Linked DNA regions of Salmo salar: region 1 is linked to region 2. The links are chromatin contacts, called in public Hi-C maps. All regions are on one chromosome and are shown on one strand. The core of a region is the stretch at or near the end of the contact, and the rest is flanking DNA. Distances in the headings are between cores, read along the strand shown. Region 1 holds the start of LOC106567909 (glucose-6-phosphate exchanger SLC37A4). Region 2 holds the start of get1 (guided entry of tail-anchored proteins factor 1).

Region 1 (3,148 bases), core at 15-2,514, 130 kb after region 2:
CAGTCTGCCTCTAGGAACTTCCAGGCTATTATTTCTCCTGTATGTGGATGTTGCTGTCTGTTCTCTGTCCCAGCTGTCGTTCTTTCTGAGGGGTGGAAATTCCACAGCAGGCCCAGTCTCTGTGGAGGTCCAGGTAATATCAGAAGACGGGACCCTCACACACAATGCCTAGAAACACAAACCAATACTTCAGAATACACATAGATCAATAATCAACAATTGATTAATCTATGATACGTCAATGAACAATTAACATTTTTGTTTCCACAATACAAAATCAGGCCAGCCAATGCATGATTCATAATGCAATTATGACAAAAGGAACAATGGCAGGAATAAAGCCAATTTTTAAGATCCTCTCTGGTCAGCTAATCCCCAGTGGGCTACTGTATAATGTTGGGTGATTTAAAGTCTGGGGTGCCGCTTTAATCTCATATCAGACAAACTCTTGAACTTTGACATTGACCACCACCACCACACATTGCCAAAACATTTCATTGAATCACTCCAGCACTACAATCTAACTTAGATTTTGAGCAACATGTAGACTGTTGAGACCCATGATAGACTATTTAATGCTTTAAAACTCATAAATGTATCAAAAGGCAGTGGAGGCTGCTGCAAGGACAGCTCATAATAATGGCTAGAATGGAGCAAATGGAATGGCATCAAACAAATGGAAACCATGTGTTTGATGCATTTGATACCATTCCACTACCTGCTCCAGCCATTACCATGAGCCTGTCTTCCCCAATTAAGGTGCCACCAACTAGCTGCGGTCAAAAGAAAAATAACATTTGAAAAGATAATTATTCTGCATAGTTTGCGTGCAAAGAATAGTTGATTCTAAAATACTGAAGCAAACTCTCTTTTCTGTTATTAATACACCAGGGTCAAGTTTGATATATTGTAGTAGCTAGGAAATAAGCATAGAAAACTCAATACCAAAACAACACATCCTCAATCATAGCCTTGGAAAAGTGACTGGAGAGCACAGAAATTAACGCATCCACTCTCTAGCAAACGCCAACTTCAATGTAGGCCTACATTAGTTCTGACGTTATACTTCATTGAAACACTGTTGCATGACCCCCGTGGACAACATCTTGATAGTTACAGTCTATCTACATAACAATTAAGGAAATGTTTGGTACCTTGTTTCGACAGGCTCCCTCTCGCTGCTGAGGCTAACATACCCACTGAAACAGGAACTGCTGTCTTGCTCTGTGCTCTCATTGGGCAATTGAGCTGACATTCATGGTAGGAGGCGTTCCTACCGGATCGTTTGCTGCTATACGTAGGTTCAAGGTTGAAGAAACGAACCGACTGCAAAATGTAATCCTTTGAATCTGCACTGTCTGGCAACACGCAGGGGCTTAGAAAAGGTTTACATTATATCCAAAAGAGCTACTACCAAAAATCGCATGCTCACATTTTATTAAACCATTTTTTCACAGTTTATTAAACATGTCATGATGGCATTCTGGAAGATTTATATTCTATAGTATTCCATTATATTTTATCGTATTCTATTTTCTTTCAATAATAAAATGAAACAACCATATTTTTAACATTATGCTTTACTCCCACAAAGGTTGGTACATGTCAGCCAATCAATATACGTTTGAATCATGATCTAAATACGACTGAGGACATCTAGTGGTCAAAGGACAACACCTTGAAAGACGCGCTCCAGCTAATGTTGAATTTATCCTGTTGAAAAACAATATCCCATGTATAATAAATACAGTAATGTAGGCCTACACACACTTAAGGTTAAAAATATATGTTTTGAGCAAAATAGTGTCTTTTTAGACATAACTGCAAAGTTCAAGGAGTAGGCCATTCAAGGATGTGGTATGATGGTGCCCTCTGATGTCATCAGCCTCCACACTCACTGGTGGGAACAATAGAGAAGCAATAGAGACACCATGTCATCATGAGGATAACTGGACCACCTATTGAGATGTGCCTTTTGTAAATCAGGTGATAAATGAAGTTAAAAGGAGACTGGAGTAGGACTATTTGACAAGAGGCCAGAATTGATTTAGAAAGTTTCAATTGTATCAGAAAACAAAAAGTCATACATTAAATTATTCATTTCTTATAGATCATCTCCTGGAGGGAAAACTCTTCATTTGCCCATCAGAAACCCAGAAGGCAAGAGAGCCAAGGGGCCTCTCTACCGTGTCTCTATCAAAACACTTCAAAACACAATTATTGTTTAACTGGCCCTGCTCTCCTCACACTATCCTCAGGCCTATAGCTGCTCTGTCCTGATCGGGAAAAACGAAGGGGACCGTGTCTGGCGTGCAAACTGCAAAATGATATTTAATTTCCAAACGGGTTAAAATTAGGTTAGGGAAGGGTTAGGCCCGGGTTAAGGGTTTGGTTAAATTTAGGAGTAAAATAATGAAGGATCAGTTTTAGAAATTAAATCAAATCAAATTGCATTAGTCACATGCGCCAAATACAACAGGTGTAGACCTTACAGTGAAATGCTTACATACGAGCCCCTAACCAACAATGCAGCCATTTGACTAGATGTTCAGGAGTCTTATGGCTTGGGGGTAGAAGCTGTTTAGAAGCCTCTTGAACCTAGACTTGGTTCTCCGGTACCGCTTGCCATGCGGTAGCAGAGAGAACAGTCTATGACTAGGGTGGCTGGAGTCTTTGACAATTTTTAGGGCCTTTCTCTGACACCGCCTGGTATAGAGGTCCTGGATGGCAGGAAGCTTGGCCCCAGTGACGTACTGGGCCGTTCGCACTACCCTCTGTAGTGCCTTGCGGTCGGAGGCCGAGCAGTTGCCATACCAGGCAGTGATGCAACCATTCAGGATGCTCTCGATGGTGCAGCTGTAAAACCTTTTGAGGATCTGAGGACCCATGCCAAATCTTTTCAGTTTCCTAAGGGGGAATAGGTTTTGTCGTGCCCTCTTCACGACTGTCTTGCTGTGCTTGGACCATGTTAGATTGTTGGTGATGTGGACACCAAAGAACTTGAAGCTCTCAACCTACTCCACTGCAGCCCCGTCGATGAGAATGGGGGCATTCTCGGTCCTCTTTTTCCGGTAGTCCACAATCATCTCCTTTGTCTTGATCACTAGTCGGGCTGTAAAGGCATGCTGCTGGTCAGAAAGTCCCCTTA
Region 2 (2,711 bases), core at 132-2,631:
ATGCATTCACTTGTATTGTGGATAGGACCTAAACTACATCTTATTTTACCCAGTTTATCAAGAGATGTACAATTCAAATACCATAATGTTGTTATGTATTTATATTGGTAAAACCAAAGTCAAACGTATTGTATAATTGAATAATGAATGCATACATGGCTGTCTCAGAAAAACTTTGAAGTAAAACAATTCTAACGCAATGATTTCATGCATTTCGCTACACCCGCAATAACATCTGCAAAATATGTGTACGTGACCAATACAAGTTGATTTGATATTGAGCTCAATAGATGCCCAATAATTGAACAGAGCAGTAGCTGAATTTATCTGTCTGGATCAAGCGCCATTCGATTACTTTAGCTAATATGCATTCTTGTTTTGTTGTCAAGGTATCGAGTGTCAAGTATATATTAAACTTGAAGTCAAAATGCTGGTATCGTGACAACACTATCTGCTGCTGTGGCCTACTATGTGGCCAACACGGAATTTGGTGTTTATGAATCTGACAAGATTTTACATTAGTTTAAATGTTGATTATGGAGAGAAAAAAAAGGTCATTTGAGTCAATATCACTTTGTCATAGCACTAAACCCATGAGATATGCACAGCTAACGTTAGACTCCATTATACACGTGATGTTACTTTCCAGATTTCAAACTCAAATTTACTACCTACCCAAATCTGGCATTTACCGTTGTATCGCGGAAATGTCATAGACTGAAAACGCCTATGGTGCTAAAATGAGCAAGGGATGATCAAGTCAAATAAATTTCAAAGCGCAGATTACATCGTTTTGGTGAGGGAGATGTACAGTCACAACCAGCCATTAACTGCCGGCGGGTCTTTGTCAATCCCTCACAGTAGAACGAACATAATGTCTCTGTGCTAAAATGTTACAGATAAACATGCCGGAGCAACTTAAAAGTTTGAGCACACATTTACCGGTACAACTGGGCTACAATTTCTACACAATGTTACCACATGAATGGCATACTCACATAGGAGGAAATTGAAGGTAACAACATTTTGACGAAGTTGCACAAGACCACAGACCCTAACACCAGCAACCAGACGTACACAGTCGCCATTTTCCTTTGATTATTTACAATAGCCGTCGCTAGGGAAGCACACCCCCTTGTCTTTCTACCCGGTGTAGATCATTTTTTTACTAAATATTTTGTATTTTTGCCTAGTGACGTTGGCCTGTTTTATTTATTTCCCCCCAAAATCCAACGTGTATCAAAATACTGCATTGTTACTTTGTATTCTGATAATATGGGGTATTGTGTGTATGGAATCTCTCCATATGTGGAGCTTAACGTTTTAACCAACATTTTGCCATAAAGGGTATGAGAAAAACAATATGAGGAATGTGTGTCGTGGTTTCCCAACCCTCGTCGAAAGGCAAATAAATATAGATCTGATTGGCATGTAAAGATATCCACACAGGTATCTCGCTATGATTTGAAAATGTGTTGACGACTCCTAAAGCCAATCAACGGCCAGGGGCGGAGAGTGTCTTGTCCGTCAGGTTAGCGCTGTAATGAATTGAATAAGGGGGGTGGAATCCAATCCGGTTTGAGCTAGTTTTGTTCCAATGGAACATTAACGTCTCGCTACGCTGTAATAGAACGTACTGTTTGAATCTTATACCGAACAGTATTTTTCTTGCTCCGTTTTGGAACATTGCCCTCTTTTTTTTCTTTTAACAAATACGCAAAACAGCCATGCCTAAAAGGAGCAAAGTAAGTACAATATTTTTGTATTGATTGTCATTTGATAGATAAAAACATAATTGCATGAAATGCATTTCTTTTTGCACGTACAATTGTTGAAATGTAGCCGCAAATGCAAGTTGTTTTGGTCCACTTCGCTGCAACATTGTTACACTGCTGTTGTGTGCAGTCAGGAGTTTTAAAATGTATCACTCTTGTTTTGATTTGCGAAGTGGCGGGTTTTCTTCGTCTTATCTTTTTTACGCTGTCATTTTACTCTTCGGAAATTAAGACTGGTTAAATACTTGGTACTTTATATTTACCTTATCCAGTCTTGTAAATTGGAGTGGATTTGGCACTTAAAAAAAAAAATAATAATAATTTCCCCCCCCCCCCCCCCAATGGTGGTTGTTTAAATGACATTTACTTAAAGCCAGACAAAGAGGTGTAGGGGGTTAGCTATGTCGTGAGATGGCCATTCGGCAGAAATAAAGTTGGTGACATCAATCTTTTTTTTTAGGCAAATAGGACTACACTTATTGTATAATACCATTGAATTTTAATTGCATTCCGTGTATCCTTTTGACAGTGCAATATCATTCAAATAACTTAATTTGTTGGGATATATGTCCAACGCTCGGTGGGCGGTATGGTATGCACATGCAGAAGACTGCTTCTAGGGTTCTTCAAAAAGGGCACAAAGTCGTGTGTCATGGCTGCCCTTGTGAGGAAGACAAACATTTACGACGTTTCTTGCTTTGTAATATCAAAATTCATAGTTACAACGTAATCTGCTTATGTTCACGCATGCCATTCGGCATCGTGTAGAATGTTTGCTTGTGTGGTTTGATTTTATTTTCGTGTGCCCTTCATTTTGTTGGCTCGAGACAATTCTGAGTTATGCAATGGCGATTCGTCGACATCACAGCGCCGCTCTTGTTGCTGGGGATTTTAGTAGATTCTGTAACCATTGAGAGTCGCTGAGGATCTCGGAGA

What was found. A called contact is a pair of places that touch in the nucleus more often than the background predicts.
Region 1: a contact with region 2 is called in a Hi-C map of muscle, with 5 times the contacts expected there. The contact joins the promoter of LOC106567909 here to the promoter of get1 in region 2. A contact is called at or near these places in 2 of 3 Hi-C or Micro-C datasets (blood and muscle).

Annotation. Positions count from the first base shown.
Region 1 is chrssa13:81,586,721-81,589,868 of Ssal_v3.1, forward strand. It overlaps LOC106567909 (glucose-6-phosphate exchanger SLC37A4), which reads right to left and starts at 1,265. Exons shown (of 10, transcript XM_014137793.2): 1 at 1,155-1,265; 2 at 1-168.
Region 2 is chrssa13:81,453,216-81,455,926 of Ssal_v3.1, forward strand. get1 (guided entry of tail-anchored proteins factor 1) reads right to left here and starts at 1,382. Exons shown (of 5, transcript XM_014137805.2): 1 at 999-1,382. The coding sequence starts at 1,088. LOC106567917 (non-histone chromosomal protein HMG-14) reads left to right here and starts at 1,500. Exons shown (of 6, transcript XM_014137806.2): 1 at 1,500-1,745. The coding sequence starts at 1,728.